3 separate regions of the Mus musculus genome follow, and all the other regions are linked to region 3. The links are chromatin contacts, called in public HiChIP or PLAC-seq maps. All regions are on one chromosome and are shown on one strand. Each heading gives the region's core, a stretch centred on a gene start, on an enhancer-like site or on the middle of the called end of the contact. The rest is flanking DNA. Distances are from core to core; before and after follow the strand shown.

The links. HiChIP or PLAC-seq counts read pairs in DNA pulled down with a chosen protein or histone mark.
Region 1: a contact with region 3 is called in an H3K4me3 HiChIP or PLAC-seq map of bone marrow-derived macrophages, with 3 times the contacts expected there. The contact joins two enhancer-like sites. A contact is called at or near these places in 1 of 39 promoter capture datasets (macrophages), 3 of 484 Hi-C or Micro-C datasets (brown adipocytes, pre-B cells and regulatory T cells) and 3 of 115 datasets of contacts at active chromatin or transcription factors (bone marrow-derived macrophages, microglia and pancreatic cancer cells).
Region 2: an HNF4G HiChIP or PLAC-seq map of pancreatic cancer cells shows a contact between it and region 3. The contact joins two enhancer-like sites. A contact is called at or near these places in 4 of 39 promoter capture datasets (the C10 cell line, macrophages, pre-B cells and 1 more), 3 of 484 Hi-C or Micro-C datasets (brown adipocytes, pre-B cells and regulatory T cells) and 2 of 115 datasets of contacts at active chromatin or transcription factors (microglia and pancreatic cancer cells).

The regions. Positions count from the first base shown.
Region 1 is chr17:70,833,423-70,837,489 of GRCm38.p6, forward strand. No RefSeq gene overlaps it. Among named protein-coding and RNA genes, the nearest start is that of Gm41610, 5.8 kb to the right of the region's middle. Within about 2 kb of position 1,284, at least 129 of the 459 cell types and tissues checked have an H3K27ac peak or open chromatin away from gene starts, as enhancers often do. A contact at or near this core is called in bone marrow-derived macrophages and pancreatic cancer cells, where this site is marked.
Region 2 is chr17:70,854,832-70,859,413 of GRCm38.p6, forward strand. No RefSeq gene overlaps it. Among named protein-coding and RNA genes, the nearest start is that of Mir1195, 3.5 kb to the right of the region's middle. Within about 2 kb of position 2,375, at least 6 of the 459 cell types and tissues checked have an H3K27ac peak or open chromatin away from gene starts, as enhancers often do. A contact at or near this core is called in pancreatic cancer cells, where this site is marked.
Region 3 is chr17:71,162,393-71,166,840 of GRCm38.p6, forward strand. No RefSeq gene overlaps it. Among named protein-coding and RNA genes, the nearest start is that of Lpin2, 19 kb to the right of the region's middle. Within about 2 kb of position 2,774, at least 94 of the 459 cell types and tissues checked have an H3K27ac peak or open chromatin away from gene starts, as enhancers often do. A contact at or near this core is called in bone marrow-derived macrophages and pancreatic cancer cells, where this site is marked.

The DNA.
Region 1 (4,067 bases), core at 34-2,533, 330 kb before region 3:
AATACCAAATCTTACATAAAGAAATTAAGCTTTTCAAAGATTCTGAATAATATTCCTTAGAAGGCTCTACGTAGCTCCAAGGAAAAGGTTTGCCTCGAACTGACCAGGTCCTGAGTTCAAGCCCTAGTACCATATAAAAAGGACAAAAAGCTTGCTACACAAATAGTTCTTCCTCCTACCTCCACACCCGCGCTATCACAACATAAGCCATCAGTAAATCAGAGCCAGGGAGACAGAAGGTGCCAACCAGTGACCTGAGTTCAACCTCCTAAAGAAGATGAAGGAGATACCTGGCAGTTCCCAGTGTACTCCTCCAGACACTTGCCTACATGTGCACCCTCAGCACACACAAAATACGTGTCAAGTTTTTAAAAATCATTCTTGAATCCCAAATGGGATTAAGATCCCAGAACCAAGAAAATCCAAAGGCAAGCAGGAACTAAAATTTGAGAATAGAAAGGACTACTAGCGGGATGTGGAGACGGAAGACAGCAGGGAGAATGTGGACCTTGAGGCCAGCTAGGTCTGTAAAGTGAAACTTTGTCTCAAAACACAGATAAGATAGATAGATAGATAGATAGATAGATAGATAGATAGATAGATAGATAGATAGGATAGATGCATATATTCATACATATATACATACATACATGGAGTGAAACTTGTCTCAAAACACAGATAAGTAGGTAGGTAGATAAGATAAATAGAAAAGATAGATGCATACATTCATTTATACATACATACATACACACACACACACACACACACACACACACACACACACGGAGAGAAACTTAGTCTCAAACCAGATAGATAGATAGATAGATAGATATAGATAGATAGTCAGACAGACTGGTTGACTCTGTTGGTTAGTTTTGTAGTTTCTGTATCAAAATTTCAAACCACTGCCTTCCTGGTATAGAGTTCCCTCAAACTGGGGCTTTTCACATCACCTTCCGCCAGCAAGCATTACATGATATGCCCATCTCCACTTCTCCGCAAAGGAGCTCGAGTCAGGTCCTCCTCTGGACGAAGAAATCTGAGTTAGCAGTTGGCCCAGCCCTCTGCAAATGGCACACGGGGCTGGCAGTGGCTGCACCTTGCGGACCGAGGACAATAGTCCGGTGCGAAGCTTGGCGTTTGTGTGCGGACCCAGGGGGCGGGGTGGGGGTGGGAGCCTCAGAAACAGGAAGGCCGAGATTACAGTCGGTTTTACAGCTCTTTTGAAGTCGCCGGGAGCCAGCTCGGGAAGCCTGCAGGCTGTGAGCACGTTGATCAAAGGTCCCTTTGCGGGCTCAAATTAACAGGGAGCTGGCGAGCCCGCGCAGCACCTGCCTGGGAAGAGCAGCGCCACAGCAAACCGGCTCATCTTGCCGGGAGGTGAGCCTCTCAAAAAGCTTGCCCAGGCAAAGTACTTAGGTTCTGTCTGGGTCGGAGGGGAAAGGCGTGGTCTGTTTTCTTTGCGTAGAGATATTTATTTTTAACGTTGATCTTTACGCCACTAGAGCCCTCCCCCCTCCGCTCTAATCCACAAGCAACCCCTTTTCAAAAATGGATGGATGAGTTGAGATTGGGAGAGGAATGAATGGTTTTATCATAAAATTGCGCCGGCCCCTTTACGCAGCGTTGTCCCTTTCATCCCTATTAAAAGCCATAGTATTGATAGGGTTTTTTGTTTTGTTTTGTTTTTTAAAGAGTAGCCCTAAAGGGTCAGAATAAAAACAAACACACTGGAAAACAAAGCCCGTGGGCTCAGAGAGCTGATGCCTAGAAAAGAAAGTGAAAAGTTATGTATAGTTGGGTGTTAATACACCGAGAAGCTGCGGAGAGCGCACAGGAGTTCATTGTGTCAGACTCTTTGTAGTTAATGAGACTTAGGAAATCCCCGAGGACTCGGCAGTGCCTCGAGTCTTCCTAAGGAGCAGATGTGGTCAAAAGGAAAATGGAGAAGGGGTAACTTGGTAGACAACAGAGGATAGAGGTATTTAGAAAATAAAATTATAAACGATCATTTGCCAAGGCAACTCCAAAATCCTTTAGAGTATAGGGTGGTTTTGTTCATTTGTTTTTTGGGGTTATCTCTTTGCAAGTCATTTGATTTCAAATGCAGTGCTCGCACAGCATGCAGAATCTGCTGGGGATTGAGGGCTGCATTACAGCCCATAGCCTCAGACAGGCTGAACTCACCAGCCAGCCAGCTTCCTCCCCCTGTACAGCAGTAACAACACCTCTCACTAGGGTTGTGAAGTCTAAACGACTGTACATAAGGTGCCCAATAAATAAGATAATGTGATAAGTGGCAATATAAGGTGTGCAATAGATAGACTATTACTTTTAAGTCAATCTGACTTTGTGTTTCTATGTTTACACATGTAGTATTTGGAAATGAACCTTGGACTTTAAGAACGCTTGGAGTCATTGAACCACACCCAACTCCTATTCTGACATTTCACTGCTATCCAGGATTTACAGAAAATGTTAGAAAAACTCTGCAGCAATGTTATTTTGAAATTTATAAAGCCTTTACAAAAATGTGAAGAAAGATGTATATATTTGTGGCATCTTGATCTCTACTATAAATTGCGAAATGATTGGATTGAGCTTAAGGTATTAAAGCTTTTAATTAGAAAATTTTAAATAAATGATGTTCTGGATATGTCATGCATGTAACTTTGGAGAAAAATGTCAACTACGTGTAACACCCCCTGACTTGCCATTATACCTATTATGGATTCAAAGGAATTTAATACACCTGTCTAGTTTAGTCTGGTCTATCTTTTTTTTCCCGCTCTTTGGTGGTGTTTTGTGTTTAGTGGGGATGGAAGCCCAGGCCTTGCCCCTCCAACTGAGCTACATTCCTGGATTCCTGGGATCTTGTTTTGGTTTTTCTTTTTCTTTCTTTTTTTTTTTTTTTTGAGACAGGGCCGTTACCTCTGCTATCGTGGGTTGAATGTATCTAAAACCATATCAACTCTATACCGTGATGCCAGGGTACGCCTTGTTTACCTTCATGGTCTTGCGACTAAGTCAGAGCTATGGGCTCACCGTGGCTGCCCAGCATGACAGCATCACCACCAGCCTGGGACACCATCGGGCTCAGAACATGATTTTATAGAATATATGCTCTCAGCTTATAGGTGGGTCAAAAGCAGTAAACGAGCCATCTTGCATCAGCAACCTTCTTGAAAGTGGTCTCTCTTGATGTGTGGATCCCCACACCCGATTGGATGCCTGAGGTCACTCAATCTTATCACATCTGCTTTTTCCAAAGTTTGAATGCATCAGCTCTGCCCTTTGTCCTAACTGGGTGCTAGAAGTTGAATGGCCAGGATTAGCCCCAACTTCTGTCTCCTCACAATCTCACAGGGAGATTTGATCTTCCCTTAGGCCTGACCAACCACAGGATGGGAATTTTTCTAACCTTGCTGAGAACTTTCACTTACAGGAAAAGCTTCAGAACAACTCTCTGGCATGTGCTAATTCCTATCATGGCTCACTACACTCCCATTACGAACCCTAGCACTGGGTGCCCGTCAGCCCAGTCAGCCCAGTCGGGAATTACTATAGCTACCAAGTGACTGCCAAGGCAGGCAGCCTGTCCCCTGTATACAACAAAGGGGTGAGTCACGGAGTAAGGTTGCATGAGATTTCATCACGCTGCTCAAAACGGAATGGAATTTAAGGCAGGAGGTTTATTTCTTGGATTTTCCATTTGATAGTCTCAGTCCTGTTTGACCACGAGTGGCTGAAACCTTAAGAGAGGTGGATAAAGGGAAACTGTGGCACATATCAGCTTTTCGAAGAATCATTCAAATACATTTCAAACTGAAATTCATGAGGGATAAAATATTATTAGGTAACAAGAGACAAACAGAACCAGAATGGCAACTAGCTTTGTTTAATTTCAACTTCTAATTTCACATTAAAATTTATATGGGGAGAATTTATAGCTTTAGGATATATATATATATATATATATATATTCAAATCTATTTACAGATATTGTCCCAATATAAATTTGAATAATTTGTTTTCCTTTTTAGATAAAATGTGAATGATCTTATCAA
Region 2 (4,582 bases), core at 1,125-3,624, 310 kb before region 3:
TCTACCCAAATCTGGGTTCCCTGGGCCACAATCACTTTCATATTTGGCTCAGGATAAATGATCTCTTACTGTCTTTGGGATGAGAGCTGTGGTTTTTGTTTGACAATGGCCTTATTGAACTCAGTCTTTATCCCCTTTATTTTTTTCTTTCTTTCTTTCTTTCTTTCTTCCTTTCTTTTTTTTTTTTTTTGATTTTTCGAGACAGGGTTTCTCGGTGTAGCCCTGGCTAACCTGGAACTCACTCTGTAGACCAGGCTGGCCTCGAATTCAGAAATCCACCTGCCTCTGCCTCCCGAGTGCTGGGATTAAAGGCGTGCGCCACCACTGCCCAGCTCCCTTTATTTTCAATATCTTGTATCTTCATGTATGTGCCTCAGACTTTCTGAAACATTTAAATGCTCCCATTTAATATCCAAATTAGTCATATACGCTATATTTTTCTTAAAGTCAACATAACTTGAACACATTCAAATGTGCCATAGCTAAACAGCACAAAGCAAGATGTTGGGCACAGACTACCTGGCTCTCAGGGAATCTGTCATAGAAGGTCACACTGATAATGAAGGCAGAGATTGGCCTTAGACATCAGAGACACCAAGATCCAGATATCGCCAAGGTAACCTCCAAATGTCCTTCCTTAGTTAAAATCCCGCTCTTTCCTATAGAGTCTTTCTAACCCTGAAGCTGCTGGCTTCCTTTTGGTCTATCTCTTAGATGAAAATGAGTTGCACCTAATTCTTAGATTTTTTTTTAAAAGATTTATTTATTTATTATATGTAAGTACACTGTAGCTGTCTTCAGACACACCAGAAGAGGGAGTCATATCATGTTACGGATGGTTGTGAGCCACCATGTGGTTTCTGGGATTTGAACTCAGGAACTTCGGAAGAGCAGTCAGTGCTCTTAACCACCGAGCTATCTCACCAGCCCCTAGATTTATTTTTTAATTATGTGCATGTGTGTGCACAAGCACACATGAGTGCAGGTTCACTTTGGAGGCCAGAAGAAGGTTTTGCCCAGGCTGGCTGGAGGGATAGCAGGCTCTTGTGGAGAACTGGACTTGATTTCTCTAGAAGAGCAGGATGTGCTCGCACCCGCTGAGCATCTCTCCAGCCCTGCATTTATTTTTTTTCTCTTAAGAGTTCTATGTTTAAGAAAATCAGCTTGTGTGTACATCTGACATTCTCATTTCTTCTTGTCCGTTCATAATCATAGCCACATTTTACTTTTTAAATTTTTATATGTGTGTGCGTATGTGTGCATGAGAGAGAGACACACACAGAGAAACAGACAAGGAGCATGGAAAAAAATATATATAGGTGACCTTGTTGAAAAGCATTTTGTTTGTTTATTTTCTCAAATGCAAGGAAACTAGAGTAAATAGTTAACAGCACACAGAAGACATTAGTTCCAGAAGAGACGGTGCAGCTATAAGAAAGAACAGCCTGGCATTAAGAAGTGGGACACGGGCTGGAGAGATGACACTGCTTCCAGGAGACCTGGGTTCAGTACTTAGCACCTATATCAGAAGGCTCAAAACCATCTACTCAAGAGCCCAGGTCCATGGGATCTGTGCCCTCTTGCTGGCCTCCTTGGACAGCCACAGGCACGTGTATACACATCAGAGAGAGACAGAATAAATAGTAGTTTTTAAGGTTTGACAAATGAATCTACAGGTTAGAAATTTACAACTAAATAAGGAATCCAAATCACTAACAAACATGGGGAAAGACACAGGAATTTGCTGCTGTTATTACAGGGTAGAGGAAATCACACTGATTCATCAATTAACAATGGTAATACATTCAGAAATGTGTTGTTAGGTGATTTTATTATGTAGACATCATGCAATGTCCTTATCTAAAATGGGTATGATATCATTAGGTCACTTTATTTATTTATTTAAGAACAGATTTCCCTATGTACCCCTAGCTGGTCTAGAACTCACTACATAGTGAGCTGGCCTGAACCCCACAGAAATATTCTGCTTCTGTCTTCTCAGATGCTGGGAATAAGATGTGTGCCACAACTGGCAAGGCCATTCAGTCTTACGAAATCATCATTATATGTGTGCTACACCATTGACTATAGACTATATGGCCAATGACTGTTTGCACACACAGACACTATTAAAAAAAAAACAGTACAAAGCCATTTTTCATAAAACTATTAGAGGCTGCTGCCTCTGGAGGTGACAGGCAGTCAGAGGCTGGCGTGGTGCCAACACATCCCGTCGTGTCACTATAACAACTGAGCAGTGATCTGTCGTACCATGGATTACACGTAACATCAGTCTTTACTAGGTATGTGAGTTTGGTTCTTGCTTGTGTTAGATACGTACACTCTCCGGAGCAAAGATCTGAAACGAGACTCAATTTTCCAGTCAGATTCTGTATCCTGGAGCGAGCAGTGGTTAATCATTAGCCAGCATGAACAACCCCTAATGACACCAGAAACTAATTATTCATTGCCCCTTACGAGAAACAAGAATAGATGATGTCATAGCCCGGGAGCAGATGACCAGATGTGAAAAAGTAAAACCATTTATCTTGATGCAGATAGTTTTTATGGACCAAGCATTGCAAATAGCCCTGAATCATTTTCACTGAAAACAAATTAATAAATGTGTAGGTGAAGTGAGTATTGCTCCCCGGAAGGCGGGAACTTGGGTAATGGAAGGCTTTCCAGTCCAATGGTATTTGTGTAGAGGGGAGTGATCTCCACAGGGTGTCCTGCAGAAGCCAAGGCAATCCCTTCATATTTTCTTCAGTGACAGGAATGCTTATTCCCTTGCAAGCGACATGAATAAATTTTATTTTTACATTTATTTGTTGATTGCAGTGATGGGGGTTGAACCTAGGACTTCCCTATTACTAGGCAAGCACTGACCACTGAGCCACACCTCAGCTGTAGCAAACTTGATGTTAAAACTCTGAGCCGAGCGTGGTGGCGCACGCCTTTAGTCCCAGCACTTGGGAGGCAGAGGCAGGCAGATTTCTGAGTTCGAGGCCAGCCTGGTCTACAGAGTGAGTTCCAGGACAGCCAGGGCTACACAGAGAAATCCTGTCTCGAAAAACAAAAACAAACAAAACTCTGACATCTATATTACTTTTTTTTTTTTTTTACTATACTTGATATAGAAAGATTGGTACATTCCACTCTCATTTTGAAAGCTCTCTAGCATATTTAAAGAGTATATAACATACATATGTACTGGTCCTCAAGAAATCCTTTCCATCTATTTATTTGTTTGTATGTTCACTCGTTTGTTTGTTTGTTTATAGACAGGTTTTCATGTATCCCAGGCTGGTCGGGAACTCTCTAGGTAGCTGACAATGTCCTCGAACTTCTGCTTCTCTTGCTTCTACCTCCTAGGAGTCAGGGCTCCAAACCTGCCTTACCATGCCTACATCTTTTTTTTAGTGTAAAACTAGAAATTAAGTCCAGGACCTTCCTGCCTGGGAGGCAAACACTTTGACTGAGTGAGCTAAATACACTGTTTTTAATTATGTGTCTATGTGTTTATGTATAGATGTATGCACAAAAGGTTTTGTGCACACACCTATACATGAACACATAGGTTTGTGTATAAGTGTGTATAGGTGTATAACACCTATATACACACAAGGTTTCCATGGACATGGCCATCAAGAGCCTCCCAACAAAGGTGCAGGGAACTGACTCCGATGATTTGCAAGAACATTTCAATCACAACCACTGAGCTACCTCTCCAGCCCAAAACCTTTTTTTTTTTTTTTTTTAATTAAAACATTTACTATTGTCTTTTATATGTGTGTGTGCCCTCCCCTGGCACTGAAGTTATAGAAGTTGTAAACCACCATGTGGGTGCTGGGAATCTATCTCTAGAACTGCACCCCATGACAACTAGCTGCTGAGCCTTTCTCTAGCCACCTCTCTCATCTTGTTTTTAGTAAAATCCTAAAGAGATGTGTAATCTCAGATACAATGTTCACCATTCCCAGAGTGGTTTTGCGTTTTAACTTTTTTAAATCGTGGATTTTTTCCCCCTTTTCTTCTTACTCTATAGCTCAGGCCCAGGATGGTGTGGGAATTTACTGTGTAACCCAGACGCTGACCCTGCCTCCTGCCTGAGCCTGCTAAGTGCTGGGGTTACAGGCGTGTATCACCCACCACCTAGTTCTCTGAGGAGGTGGAATCCAAGCTCTGGGCTCTGGGAAGGGCTCTACACACTGTGCTGCACACCACTGGACTGGAAAGCCAGTGTGTACTCTGGACCCCTGAACTGTCTTCCTTCATCTACAAGCTACTGCTTACTTCTATTGTTTGATATAAACCCCAGACATCACATCACTTCTGGATCAGCAGTTATGATTAATGTTCTAGCTTGTCTGATCTGTAGCTCTGAACTTACTCACAAAAGGGCTGGGTCTGCAGGGCAGTGGTGGCGCATGCCTTTAATCTCAGCACTTGGGAGGCAGAGGCAGGTCTGGTCACCCCAGAATTATACACCCCATTGTCTTTTGCTGTTTTCTGCTTCTAAGGCTAAATGTTTCTCCAGAGAGAACAATTACTTTTCATCTCTAGTTGGCACTTTAATGCT
Region 3 (4,448 bases), core at 1,524-4,023:
TACTACACTATATACTATACTGTACACTATATATTATATTCTGTATACTATACACCATATACCATAAACTACATACTACACTGTATACTATATATTATACACCATATACTATAACACTACACTGTATACTATATACTATACTGTATACTATAATACTAAATACTACACTGTATACTATATGTTATATACTGTATTCAGTACACTATACACCATATACCATATACTACATACTACACTGTATACTATATACTGTACACTATATACTGTATACTATACACTATACTATATACTATACACTCTATGCTATATACTATACTGTACACTATACACTACACTGTATACTATATACTATGCTCTATATCGTATATAAAGTGTGTAACAGTCATTGCATCTACTAAAGGTAGAACCAGAGTGGGCCCAGAGCAGGTTGTGAAGCAGAGGAATGATTTTACTCTTCTCCCACTTTATGTCACACACCTTCTCTGAGTGTGGTTGTTCTACCTGTGTCCCACAAACCTGAGGCAGAGTCTAGCTGACCAAACCTCTGTCCTGCAGCTTTGACTGGCTTCAGACACACTTGGGGCTTGTCTGTCACAACAGTCCTCCTGACCTAAAAACCAGGCCCAGCTCTGGACAAAGTGTGCTGTGGGTCGCTAGAGTAAAATAATACTTCCAGTTAGGTGTGGTGGCAGGTGAGTCACAGGATTCAGGAAGCAGAGGCAGAAGGATCTCTGTGAGTTTGAGGCCAGCCTGGTCTACATGGAAAGTTTCAGGGCAGCAAGGACTATTATAGTGAGGCTCTATCTCAAGAAAATAAAAAAAATAAAAAAATAAAATAAAAATAAAAATGAATAATAATAGCCTTTGAAAATTCACACTTTATTTTTATTTTGTGTGCATGTATGTTTGTGTCTATGTGTGTGTGCACACATATGTGTAGATATGTGTAGAGGCCAGAGCCACTTTCCATGTTAATATTTTTGAAACAGGATCTCTCACTGAACTTGCTGATTATGCTAGGTTGGCTGGTTAGCAAGTGCCAAGAAGTTGCCTGTCCCCACCTCCTCAGGGGTGGGATTACAGATGTGCACTGCCACACCCAACCTTGTATATGGGTGTGAGGAACAGAACTCAGGTCTTCATATTTGCACTGCAAGCATATTACCAATTGAGCCGTCTCCTCCAAACCATGAAAACACACATTTTGGCGAAGGGAAGGATCTGATGCTCAAACCTAGAACCCCCAGTAGGGATCACATCCTAGAGAAACAGGATATTTCAGAATGCCAGTCACGCTGATCAGGCTGAGCCAACTGCAAATAATAGGCCACACACATCACCCCAGTGCCGGCTCTCAAAAAGATCATAATTTTAGATCTTGGGCTATAACCTCCTGGTTCAATGGGAACACACAGGACAAATGGATGGAATTCAGCCAGGCGAGCACAAAATCAGTGAAAGGTTGATAGGAAGACATGAAATTCAAGAGCAAGTAGCAAGAGAGGCTATATGCAAATATATTTTATATAACTATATATAAAGTATGTTATATATTTTATATAACTATAGATAAAGTATATGTTATATATTTCATATAAATGAGAAAAAATATATAAACAAGAAAACATGTGTTATAAATTTTGTATTATATAGTATGTATAATAACATGTATTTTATATAACACACATATATGGTATGTATAACATATAGAATATACTTAGTGGCAGGTGTCAGATGGTAAAGGTCAGGAGCAAGAAGAAAATAAATTGATTATTTAGAATGCTTTCCCTATGAGGTGATCAGTATAAGTTGACCTGATCAGAGCTTTTCTGATTTAACCATGGCAGAAACAGATATTCAAGTGTAATCTAACTAGGGTCTAACCTTTGGGAGAAAAAAAAAAAAATCTATGCTTTCTTTTCTCTTTCTCTCCTTTTTTTTTTTTTTTTTTTTTTTTTTTTTTGGTCTTATTTTGATTTAGGTTTGGAAGAAAGAGGGTTTTTTTGTTTTTGTTTTTTTTTTTGTTTTTTTTTTTTTTGGTTTTTTTTTTTGATGTGTCAATTGCTCTTTCTTGTTTATTGATTTATTTGATTTTTAGACAAGGTCTGGGTTGGCCTAGAACTTGTACTGCCTCTTGCTTCGGCTTCCCAGGTGCTTCTGTTGCAGGTATGAGCCGCCATGCCCAGCTAGTTTGCTTCTTACAGAAGTACATTGTGAGATGGTAAGTGCAGAGTTTGGATCCCCAGAGCCCACATAGTGCCAGGCAGATGTGGTGGCCTACCTGTAACCACAGAGACCAGGATCCTGGCTAGCCAGACTAGTTGAAGGGGTGAATTCTGGGTTCGAGTGAGAGGCCCTGCCTCTATATATGAGATACAAATCAGTCCCATGCACAGGGATTCATGTACACATGTACATACACATATGTGTACCATGCATACATACACATATGTGTACCACAGCATACACATGCCAGAAACAAGAAAAATGGATTTATTTTGCAAGTTATTCGCACTTGTATGCTACTAGTAAATAGCATTTTTAAGAAAGTTTTTTTTCTTCTTCTTCACCTTCTAACATCTGCTCAGAGTTTCAGTCCTGCAGTAGTGCCTGCCTTTTGGTGAGGGCCCAATTTCCTTGTGTTCAGGGAAGACCACACGCTATGAGTTTCATAGGGGAAGCTGATAGGGCCTCATGCTACACTTCTGTCTCGTGTCATATTTAGCGCTCTGCTAGGTCGTATCTGTGAGTAAGCCAGATTTGTCAACAGGAAGAAGGAAGATTTCACAACTTGGGAAGACAACATAGTGAGTCAGGCCTTTCTGTTCCATCCCCAGCTGACTGTGCGTGGTTAGCTGGGTAATTTGAACGAGTCATACCACATGCTCTGTTGCTGTTGTCTGCTACATCAGCATGTATCAAAAGGAAACAAACTTGGTGACTTAACTGGATCCCTATAGAGATTAATGAGTGAGTGAAAAATAACAGGAAATAAACTTTATTTACATTACAAACTAAAATGTTAAAAAAAATGTTTACCTTACAAATAAGTATTTTTAGATTGGGTTAGTTCCATTCCTAGAAATGTCTATACTATGTTATTACAACTATCAATTAATTTTATTCTTAGCATAATAATCATAAATTTTAATTATAAAGTAAAATGAAATTTTTGCCATGTACCCAAATTTCAAAATTTCAGGGTTTTTTTTTTTTTTAATGTTTAGGTAAACATCCTCAAACATCTTTTATTTAATTGGAATTTATGGAATAATTGCCACTATTTTAATTTAATCAGACCCCATAGTTCCAGGCTTGGGAGTGAAGAACACATATTTCTTTTGCAGAAGTCCTGAACTCAGCAGGACCCACAGCAGATGGCTCACATACTCCTGTAGCTGAGCTCCTTGGAACTCAATGCTTCTGGCTTCCCTAGCGCTGTCCTCATGTGCACACACCCACGCAGAGATACAATTTAAAATAATGAATATAAACCTTTTTCTAAAACTGCATAGTTCCTATTCTATTACTCTGTGTTAGGCACCCTGTTTTCCTTTTAGGAGCTTCTTCTACTAATTTCATTTCCATATTGTACACATGTATTATTTGATTTTATTAATTTATTGTATGCGTATTGCTGTTCTTTCTGCATGGATGTTCTAGGGACCGCATGCACGTGTGGTTCCCTATGAGGCTATCCCTGGAAGTAGAGTTACTGATAATTGGGCTAGCGCGTAGGTGCTGAGAACAGAGCCCTGCAGTACTGGGAGAGCTGCTAGCCATCTCTCCATCTCCTCTGTCTCTCTCTTCACCTTTGCTTGGTCTGTCTCTTCTAGTTTTTTTAGGCTCCACCTATATTTATATACATGAGAGAGTAGGAGGATTTTTATCTTTCAAGTTTTATAATTTCCTTTTTCTTTACAAATTAGTAAAATTCTGTTCTGCACATGTATCACATTTTCATTATCCATTCACCTGTTGATGAGCATCCAAGCTGAGTCCACTCCCTGGCCATTCTGAGTAGAACAGCAATGAATATGTACAACAAATCTCTGTGCTAGAATATGGAACCACTGGGTATATATGGCCAGGTGGGTCATAGGGCAGCTTTTGTTTCTTGCTGGTTTGTTTGTTTGTTTGTTTGTTTGCTTTGTTTAGAATCCTTCGTGCTGATTTTTGTAGTTCTCATTTCTGTAATAGATACACTTGAGATCTGTGGATTAGAAATTTCCCCCATTACCTCTGTAGTAGTAATTACTTCTGTGAGTACTAGTTCTGTCTCCTCCAAACGCTTCCTTCCAGCTCTCTTAAATGATGTAAGGCTGAGTAAGTCAGCTTTCCTTTTGCATATGTGAGCACATACCCATTCAACATAGGCACCTGAGCTCCTGGGCTCATTCCCTGTCTCTTTTATCAGATTGTTGGAAACAGTAACTCACAGTCACTAA